2 separate regions of the Sus scrofa genome follow, and region 1 is linked to region 2. The links are chromatin contacts, called in public HiChIP or PLAC-seq maps. All regions are on one chromosome and are shown on one strand. Each heading gives the region's core, a stretch centred on a gene start, on an enhancer-like site or on the middle of the called end of the contact. The rest is flanking DNA. Distances are from core to core; before and after follow the strand shown. Region 1 holds the start of FERMT3 (fermitin family homolog 3). Region 2 holds the start of RPS6KA4 (ribosomal protein S6 kinase alpha-4).

Region 1 (4,944 bases), core at 981-3,480, 140 kb before region 2:
GGGCGGGCCAGGTTCCCAGCGCCGGCAGAGGGGGCCTGTGCGGTTCTCTGCTGGGCGGTCTTCACAGTTCCCCCTTCCCCACCTCCTGTTGGTGGCCTCAAGGGTTTGCAATGGAGCTTGCTCTGCGAGCAAGTAAATTTTTTAGGTAAAGTCTCATTTCAAATAACTTGGCCTCTTCTTTATCAGACACCTAAAGAATCCTGTAATAGCGCAGAAGATCCAGAAGCTGATGGACGTGGGTCTGATCGCAATTCGGTGATGACATGTTCGTCATCCCCCTTCCCTTCGTCCTCCTGTGGAAAGAGGAGCTGGGACGGCGGCACGCAGCACGGAGCAGAAGGGAGAGGAGGGGAAACAAGCGAACAACTGCTATATATTTATACAGACCCCTGTGGACGATGCAGAGACTTACACTCCGTTACTCGTGCAGCCGCTGCCTCTGGGCCCTCCCGGCACACGCATGGTCTCTTCTGCTGCCCTCGAGTTCCATGTCTCCTTCCCCTGCCCCCAGTCGCTGTCTCAGCTGCTCTCCCATAGTTGGTTATTTTTTATTTGGGACAGTGGGCTTGTATGGGGAGGGGAGGGTGTGCTTCCCAACCTCAGGTCCCAGCTGTTCTCACATTGTTAACTCCACGTCCTCTTCTCCAATAAAACAAGCCAGTCAGGCGTGGTTATACAAGGCTGTGTCCCTAATTTTTATGCCAAAAGATTTTGCTGTCCTGCGGGGTCACAGCCTGGGTTGGCAGAAGTGTGAGTGCAGATTGGCTCCTGAGAACCAGAGCCTGTCTGTCTGTCCTCAAGGGGTGGGGTCTGTGTGAGCTTGACCTGGTTCCACAGCCTAGTGAGGTGGCCGCTAGGTGGTGCTGTTGCTCAGTGAACCATTGGAGGGAAATCGGAGGCTCCAGCCCAGAGAGGCCCAGCTCCTGAGGTTCAGATGAACTTCCAGTTCTCCACATTCTAATCTCAAATCCACAAACCAGTTAGACCCAAAGGATGCTGGATCTCACCCGTGAAACAAAACCAATTTCCATTGCAAGAGATGCTTCAGACCTCCCTTTTGGAGAGCTGAAGTCTGTCAGCTGCTGCTTGTTAAGTTTTACTTCTTAACTCCCTGCCCTGGACTGAGCCTGAGCACTTTATCATGGTTGCAACAAACTTTCTAAAACCTTGGCCTGGGGTTTCTTCTGGGGCTGGAATAAAACTTCCTCATTTGCTCCATGAGTGCAGCTTGTTGGTTAGGAAGCAGCTGAGGCCAGCAGCTGGCTGCACTTCCTGCAGCCTTGACTTTGCATAAACTGGCCCCTTGGGAATCCCCAGCAGGCCGCCTCACTCATTTGGGTGGCATAGTTCAAAAGCCACCTCCACAGGGATTCCTCTACCTTTGTTGCTACTGTCTCTTCAGGCTCTGTTCCATCCCCAAACTGATCATCTAGAAAGTTGGATTTCTGCTTGGGGAGTTCCCATTGTGGCACAGCGAAAACGAATCTGACTAGGAACCATGAGGTTGTGGGTTTGATCCCTGGCCTTGCTCAGTGGGTTAAGGATCCGGTCTTGCCATGAGCTGTGGTGTAGGTCGCAGACTCGTCCCGGATCTGGCATTGCTGTGGCCATGGCATAGGCTGGCAGTTGTAGCTCCAATTCAACCCCTAGCCTGGGAACCTCCATGTGCTGAGGTTGAGGCCCTAAAAGGACAAAAAACAAAGAATTTCTGCTTGGGAGCTGCTGGTGAATATAAGGCCTTGCTCCCAAAGCTCAGGTACCCGTGTGGGTGATAGGCAGGAAGATGATGGGCTGCCAGGAGTCTCCAAGTCCCGTGTGTGTATGGACTTAACAGGAGTGAGCCTCGTGGGCCCTGGCCTAGGGAAGCACGAGCAGGTGGTGCCACAGTGGCGGAAACAAGTCTGGAGCCTTAAGACCTGAAGGTGCGGGGCAGGCAGGTTGGGAGACATCAGGGCTAATTTCTGTTCAGCCACTCCCGTGGGCAGCTCTCTGGCTGACAGGTTTGGAGGTAGAAGTCCCTGCTTGGGCAGAAAAGACAAAGCGGGTATTTCCCTCGGGGTTGGGGGGCTTTCACGGATCTGCTTTGTGGTGATAAAGGGCCTCCTAGGCTTGAGCTGACTTGACCTGCCAAGTTCCCAAGCAACCCGGATCCCACCCACAGCTCCCCCTCTTGGCAGCAGAGTGATGCGTACAGCCCAGAGACCCCCCCACCTCATGACAGGTTGGAGATGAGAGATGGCTTTCTCTAGGGGAACATGATTTGGTAACTTCTCTGATTTGAATTGAGCTTTCCTCCAAAGGAAGGGACTCTTGGCGTGGTCTTGGGTCCCCAAGCCCCACTTGCTTCCTGTGCTCACTGGGAGCAAAGGCAGGGCCCCAGTGGAACCCTCACCGCCACCGCCACCTCCACCTCCCTACTGGCAGTTGCTTCCTGCACCCAGCTCCAGCCCGCCCTGGGGAGGGGCTGAGCCCGCCCTGTTCATGATAAGACGCAAGGGCTGCCCTCTGAAGAAAGCTCCAGAGAGAAAGCGGAGGGGAAAGAAGCGAGCAGTGGCCTGCAGGTGTGCGGGCTGAGGCCAGGAGTGGCTCACACCCTGACCCCCCACCAGCAACCCCACCCCCTTGCAGACAAGGTAAGTGGGTGGGAGGCCGGAGGCCCAAAGACCCTTGTCTTCCCCGGCCTCCCGGTGCCCCTCTGCCCAGCGTGCCTCTCTCCATGTGGCAGCCTGGACTTCCCACTGCCCTAGAGAGGCTCCGGCTGGTTTGGGGTGATGGAGCTGAGCTTTGGGCCTGATCCGGACTATTTTCTGACCTGGGTTTACAACCATTTCCAGGGTGGGCAGCTGCCAGTGTGGGCTTGGGGCCGGGCTACGGGCATGGAGCTGAGTCATCTTGAGGGAGCCCCTTCCTCTCTTACCCGCCCTCATCTTCCGTCTGGTACGAAGGGAGAGGGCTGGGTGACGTGGTCGCCGAGGGTCCCTCCAGCTCAACCATCTCCGCTCTGCCTGGAACGACTCGGCCCGTGTCTTGCTGCCGTTGGGGCGTTCTGGCCCGAGGGCTCACTCTCTCCCTCCCGCTTGCCCCGGGGAACCACGGGCGACCTGCCAGGCCCCGGTTGCCCACCCAGCGTCCTGCCCACCCTCCCGCAGAGCCACCGCAGCCATGGCGGGCATGCAGACAGCCACGGGGGACTACATCGACTCGTCCTGGGAGCTGCGGGTGTTCGTCGGAGAAGAGGACCCCGAGGCCGAGTCGGTCACCCTCCGGGTCACAGGGGAGTCGCACATCGGTGGGGTGCTCCTGAAGATTGTGGAGGAGATCAGTGAGTGCCCACGGGTCCCCTGGCACTTCCGGGCCGGCCCTGCTGCGCAGCTCTCGATAACAGAGTCGCAGTGACTCAGGCAGCAGCTTAATCATTTGGTTCCAAAAAAGATATTTCCCCAACTTAACTTCCGCTCCCTCCCGCTGTCTTTCCTTCCTCCCCTCCAACTGGCTTTGCTAAGACCCCAAGGGGCAGCCCCAGTCCCCCGTTCACCCACTTCTGGGCAGGAGAGGCCTGGCCTTGGGGGTCATTCTGGGGGTCTGAGGGGAGAGCAGAGGGGGCTCTTGGTGACAGGGACTCACTCCCACACCCTCTCCTCAGGCGGAAGCCCTCAGCAGGCTGGTGACAGGCCCAGCCTGGGTGGGAAGGCCCTGCCCCCACAGGAAGTTACAGCAGAGCGGCCTGTGGTATCAGCCTGGAAGGGAGCAGGCCTGGTGATGGGGGCTTCTCATCGCCTTTCTCTGCTGGGAGCGGGGGCGGCCCCTTCCTGGGAGGGCAGCAGGCCCACTCCGATAGCCAGAGCCGGAAGGCAGACCCACCGATAGGCCCAGGCAGCCTGGGTCCCAGGGCCCTTGCCCGTGGGGACAGGTGGATTCCTCAGACCAGCTGATGTGCCCTGCAGAGCCCAGGAGGGAGGTCGGTCAGCTTGTGGACAGCACGGGGCCCCGGGCAGCCCGGCCAGAGGCTGAGGTGGTGTGGGGAGCTTCTAGAAGGCAAGGCCCAAGGAGGCCGTGAAAGCAGAAGTGGAGACTGGCGGGTCCCTCAGGAGGCTGGGCGTCAGATGGAGACTCAGCAGGCCTGGCCTCGTAGGGCAGAGAGAACGAAAACCCGGTTGGCCCTGGGGCATGGCCCACGGCAAAGCAAGAGACCTAAACAAAAAAGCTGGTCAGACCCCACTCTCCATTGCTGCTGGGCCCCCAGGGTCAAGTCCCTCCAGTTCCTGTCCCCTGGCCTGGGATACTGTCCCCATACCTTTTCTCCCACTCCGACATCTCTGAGGCTCAGCCAAGCCGCCTGTGCCAGCTGCTGGCCTGGAACGCAACGGGGCAGGTGAGCCTCCCACTTTAGCCGCCAGCACAGGGCTGAGCATTAGCTGATGCAGAAGGGGAGCCATCCTGGGAGCCTGGAGCCAAGATGGGCCACAGCTAGCCCAGGACAGAGAGACTTCCCAAGAGAGGCTGCTTAATATGCGTCCTGAGAGGAAGCTGCAGCAAAGAGGAGCCCCGCCAGTTTGGGGGCAGAGCTGAGGTCCAAATTGGGGCCCCTAGGCCAGGGGGGGACTCCTGGAGTGTCACAAGAAACAAGGCTGGCGTGACCACCATAAGGCATTTTAGATTCCATCCTGGGGAGTTCCTGTTGTGGCTCAGTGGGTTAAGAACCTGATATGTGTCGGCGAGGATGCAATCCCTGGCCTTGCTTGGTGGATTAAGCATCTGGGGCATTGCCACAAGCTTCAGCGTAGCTCCCATATGAGGCTTGGATCTGGTATTGCCGTGATTATGGCATAGGCTTCAGCTGCAGCTCCAATTCAACCCCTAGCCTGGGAACATCCACCTGTGGCCCTAAAAAGAAAAAACAAAAACAAAATGAAAAACAGAAATAGATGCTCCATCCTGGACGTG
Region 2 (4,862 bases), core at 1,803-4,302:
GGCAGCTACGGCTTTGATTCAACCCCTCGCCTGGGAACCTCCATATGCCTCGGGTGCAGCCCTAAAAAGACAAAAAAAGAAAAGACTCAGAGGTGAGAATTTGTCATGTCCGCATGTCTGGGGAATGGCCTGCCAGGCAGAGGGAACAGTCGAAGCGAAGGCCTGGCAGGGCTCCCAGGAGTCCCTGGAGGGACCGTGGTGCCTCAGCTGAGCTTTTTCTTCTAGGCCTCGAGGTGCAGGAACCGGAGAAACGGACTCTCACACCTTCCCTCAGCCAGTGACCCTGCGTGGACGGGGAGCTTGGGAGTGGAATCTTCTCAACACTGGTGTCTCAGCGGGGGCCCCAGGCAGCCCAAGAACTTGGGGAGGCAGGATACTTGTGGAGATGCTTTGGCCAAGAAGGCCTGGGTCCCTAGACCCTCCACAGCCTGCCCCGGAGCCTTGACTGGGGGCCGGTTTCAGTGTATGGACGGGGCTGCTGGCCGGTGCCCACCAACAGCTCCCTGCTGGGGCTCTGCCCTGCGGCCCGTGCTCAGGAGGCGGTCTCTGGGGAACCCCTCCGCTGGAGGAGGCAGGCAGGAATGGGCGAGGGAGCCCCCTCTCCGGTCCCGGCGGGGAGCCAAGGACCATTCCCTGGGGACTGTGGGCTGGGCCCACCTCTGAGCCTTAGCTGGGATGTGAGGGGCCCATGAATAAAGCCGGGCTGTAAATGCCTGAACCTGCGCTCTGTGTCTACTGGCCGCATCCAGGAGCAACTCGGGGCCAGGGACACCGGTGGCCTGGAGTCAACCTCTGCTGGCAGGGAGCTGTGGCCATTGGCTTCCTTGCCCAGTCTTCAGAGGGGGCTGGCCTGGTGTCTCAGGGAGGTGGGGGGGCATTCTAGGAGCCAGCAGTGGGTGGGGTCTGAGCCTCCACTCAGCCTTTGCTTAAAAGGTGGGGTCAGGGCCCACCCCCCCCTCCCGTGTATCTTCTTCTCTCCTTTCACTTCTCCTGCCTCTTCATTCTTTTTTTTTTTTTTTTGTCTTTTTGCCTTTTCTAGGGTTGCTCCCCTGGCATATGGAGGTTCCCAGGCTAGGGATCCAATCGGAGCTGTAGCCACTGCCGGCCTACACCACAGCCACAGCAACGCGGGATCTGAGCTGCGTCTGCGACCTACACCACTGCTCATGGCAACGCCGGATCCTTAACCAATGAGCAAGGCCGGGGATCAAACCCGAAACCTCATGGTTCCTAGTTGGATTCGTTAACCACTGCGCCATGGTGGGAACTCTCCTGCCTCTTCCTTCTTTCTCCAATGAGCCTTTGGGGCTGAGACCCTCCCCAGGGAGTTTACAGCCCCAGGGGTGTCACCTAGGGCCAGGGCCTGTTGGGGAGGGACGCATGAGGCGGGAAGGCCACTGGGGTCTCGACCAGGGCCTCTAAGATGATACCCGGGAAGGGGGCAATTAGTCCGGGTGACAGGATTACAGGACGTGAGTCAGGGCACCTGGGACTGCCCAGGGTAGGGTGGGGCTGCGGGGCTGAGGCGAGGCACCTGAATCTGAGGGCGGGAAGAGCTGGGAGGGCTGGGCCAGCCTCCCCATTGGTGACCCGTGGTAGCCTGACTCACAGGGTTTCCACAGTCCCTGCCCCCCCACCCCGCCTCCCTGGGGATAACCCACTGTTCTGTCCCCCTCCTCTCAGCCTGAGCTTCCCGGGCTGGTGGCGTGGGAGCACACGCCCTAGCTTCCAGCAGGGCTGAGCTGCTGGAAGCCTCCTCCCATAGGCCTTCGGGGAGGGGCTCTGATGGCTGCCCCAGGCTGTTGGTGGCCCCTTCAACGGTCAGGGAGGGGATGAGGCTCTGAAACACAGGCCAGCCAGGGGTCCTGGGCCCGATGGGGAAAGGAAGCCATTCTGGTGTGGCTCTGACATCTTTTTGAGGTCTACTCTGTGCCAGGCTTGGGGATGACAGGGGACAGAACCAAGGGAGGTGCGTGGCACCGGCGGGGCCGCGAAGGGTGGCTGGAGGCTGAGGCGCTCTTACAGGTCTGCTCAAGAGAGATTCGGTCAGAAAATTGGCTGCCCCTCCCTGCTGGGGGTCAGGCGGGGCTCCCTCTCAGTGTCCCCTGCAGGTGGTCCTCTGGGTAGGGGGAGCCCAGAGACAGGGCTTGGTCTTCAGGGTGCCTGGGCCCCCAGGCCTTCCCTGCACAGGCAAGTCCGCAGAGAGAGGATCTCTGGCTGTTCAGGGTATAGACAGGGACCCAAACACCCTCCCAGCCTGCCCAGCACCAAGATCGAGAGCCACAGAGTGAGGTGCTAAGCTGAGGCTGCGCTGGCAGCAGCTGGAGAAGGGTGGCCGTGCGGCCTCAGGCTGCTCATCTGTCAAGGGGATCTATAGATCCCCTCTCCTATTTGCTGCAGTCAAGGAATGATCAAAAACAGCTTGTGATTTTTTTTTTTTTTGGTGCTGAAACCCGGGACTGAGTGGTTTTTTTTTTTTTTTTTTTTTGGCTGCACCTGAAGCATGGAGAAGTTTCTGGGCTGGGGATCGAATTCCAGCCCCGGCTGCAACTTATGCCACAGCAGCAGCAATGCTGGATCCTTAACCCACCGCTGGGGCCAGGGATGGGACCCTCCGCACCACGGAGACAGCAAGGGATCCTTAACCTGATGCACCACAGCAGGAACTGCCCGTGGGTTGTGATTTTAAGAAAATCCTTCACTTTCGCTGGTGGCTAAGAATTGGACAGAGCTGCTTGGCTGCCCTTAGGCCTGGCATCCCGGACGGGGAGGCCTCTAAATCCCGAGTGGGACTCCCAGTCCCCTTGGGGCGCAGCCTGAGGCAGACACCTGGCTTGGGAGTGTCCACCCCATGGAGGCTCCAGGTTATCCACGGAGTCCAGGCATGGGATATTCGCAGGTCCCCTGGGGTCCCCGAGCGCACAACCCTGGCGCCAGCCCCGCGCGCCCGCGGGAGACGGACCGCCCCCGCCCGCCCACCGGCGGCCCGGCGCTGTCACGTTCCAGCGCCTGACTCAGGCCGCACGGGGCGGGGAGCCGGGAGGCGGCGCCGGCGCCCGCCTGGGCCCCGGAGGCGGCACCAGGAAGCGCCCGCCCCGGCCGGAGCCGCCATGTAACCGGCGCCGCCCGGAGCCGAGCCTCGCGGGCCCCAGCGACCCGCCCGCCATGGGGGACGAGGACGAGGACGAAGGCTGTGCGGTGGAGCTGCGGATCACCGAAGGTGGGGCAGGGGCGGCGGGGGCGCAGGCCGGGGGAGGGTGGTCCAGGCCGGCCGGGAGGGTTCGTGCACTGGCTGGGCTCATTTGCCCCCTGTGCCCGCAGCCAACCTGACCGGGCACGAGGAGAAGGTGGGCGTGGAGAACTTCCAGCTGCTCAAGGTGCTGGGCACGGGAGGTGAGGACCCCCCCCATCCACCGGCAGGTGTCCCAGGCGTGGTGCCCTGGGCCACCCGCCCCGCACCCGCCCGGGCCGGGCCAGGCCACCCACAGTGTCCCCCACCCTCTCCTGGCACAGCCCGCTTTGCCAGCCTTGCCCTGCCCTGCCAAGGTTTGCACGCCCACTCCCGGGGCTGCTCCACGTTGACACTGCTTCTCCCTGGAAGGTCCTTCCAGGTTTGCCAACACTCTTGGGGGCTTGTACCCGCCTGTGTGATTCCAGGGTTCCTCCTCTAGAGAGATGAGAGCCCTCTCCCCTGCTTTGCAAACTGCCCCCCTCGGGTTTGACCATCCCTCCCCTCTGCACGCACCTCTGCCTCCCTTCCTGGGCTTTGCATCCTCTTGCATTTGTCTGATCAGCCACAGGTTTGCACATGCCCCGCCCCCACCCTGCGCTGCAGGCCTCCTGGGGTTGCGTGTCCCCCCCAGCCTGGTTTACACACTGCACCCCCACCCACCCGGTTTTGCTGAGCACCCTCCGGGGGTGTGCACACCTTTTCCTTAGAGCTCTGCCAGCTTTTGCACACCTGCCTCTCACCCCAGCTCCTTCCCCGCCACTTGCACACCCTCCCGGGGTGGTGTCACTCCCACCCTCACCAGTCTGCACCACCCTCCTGCTCACGGCCTACTCTCCGCCCACTCGCCGCTCCCGCAGCCTACGGGAAGGTGTTCCTGGTGCGGAAGGCAGGCGGGCACGACGCGGGGAAGCTGTATGCCATGAAGGTGCTGCGCAAGGCGGCTCTGGTGCAGCGGGCCAAGACGCAGGAGCACACACGCACGGAGCGCTCCGTGCTGGAGCTGGTGCGCCAGGCACCCTTCCTGGTCACGCTGCACTACGCCTTCCAGACTGATGCCAAGCTGCACCTCATCCTGGGTAAGGGCAGGCACGTGCCAACCTTGGGGGCCACGGTGGCAGGTGGAGCGACCCTTGGGGGCCACTCCCCAACCTCCACCCCCCCTCCCCAGACTATGTGAACGGCGGAGAGATGTTCACCCACCTCTACCAGCGCCAGTACTTCAAGGAGGCCGAGGTGCGCGTGTACGGGGGCGAGATCGTGCTGGCCCTGGAGCACCTGCATAAGGTGGGTGAGGACCTGGCCACCTGCCCGTTGCCGTGGGGACTGGGTCTGGGCCTTAGAAGAGTCCTGTGAATATAGCAGCCGGGGGCTTCCTTTGGGGAGGTGCCCTGGGAGGGAACTGGAGCTGCTTCTGTTAGGCCTCCTGGAAGGAAGGCCTTGTGTTGCCTGGTTGGGGGGGGGGTCTCTCCTCCCCTCGCACCTCCTCGAAGGGGCTTTCCTGTCGCGGGAACTCCGGGCTGCTTCCTGGGGCCATGTTCACAGAACTTCCTCAAATAGAGAGCTCACGCCTTGGCTCCCAGAGCCAGCATGAAATGAGGCTTCGCATGGCTTTCCTCTCTCTGGGACCTCA

Evidence for each region. HiChIP or PLAC-seq counts read pairs in DNA pulled down with a chosen protein or histone mark.
Region 1: a contact with region 2 is called in an H3K27ac HiChIP or PLAC-seq map of alveolar macrophages. The contact joins the promoter of FERMT3 here to the promoter of RPS6KA4 in region 2. A contact is called at or near these places in 2 of 5 promoter capture datasets (fetal liver and liver), 5 of 47 Hi-C or Micro-C datasets (alveolar macrophages, mesenteric adipose tissue, omental adipose tissue and 2 more) and 1 of 2 datasets of contacts at active chromatin or transcription factors (alveolar macrophages).

What each region holds. Positions count from the first base shown.
Region 1 is chr2:7,907,178-7,912,121 of Sscrofa11.1, reverse strand. It overlaps FERMT3 (fermitin family homolog 3), which reads left to right and starts at 2,230. Exons shown (of 15, transcript XM_003122594.4): 1 at 2,230-2,633; 2 at 3,150-3,322. The coding sequence starts at 3,163. STIP1 (stress-induced-phosphoprotein 1) reads left to right here. Exons shown (of 15, transcript XM_003353794.4): 15 at 187-679. The coding sequence ends at 259.
Region 2 is chr2:7,763,491-7,768,352 of Sscrofa11.1, reverse strand. RPS6KA4 (ribosomal protein S6 kinase alpha-4) reads left to right here and starts at 3,052. Exons shown (of 16, transcript XM_005660758.3): 1 at 3,052-3,220; 2 at 4,090-4,308; 3 at 4,401-4,516. The coding sequence starts at 3,166. It overlaps CCDC88B (coiled-coil domain-containing protein 88B), which reads left to right. Exons shown (of 31, transcript XM_021082875.1): 31 at 226-429. The coding sequence ends at 281.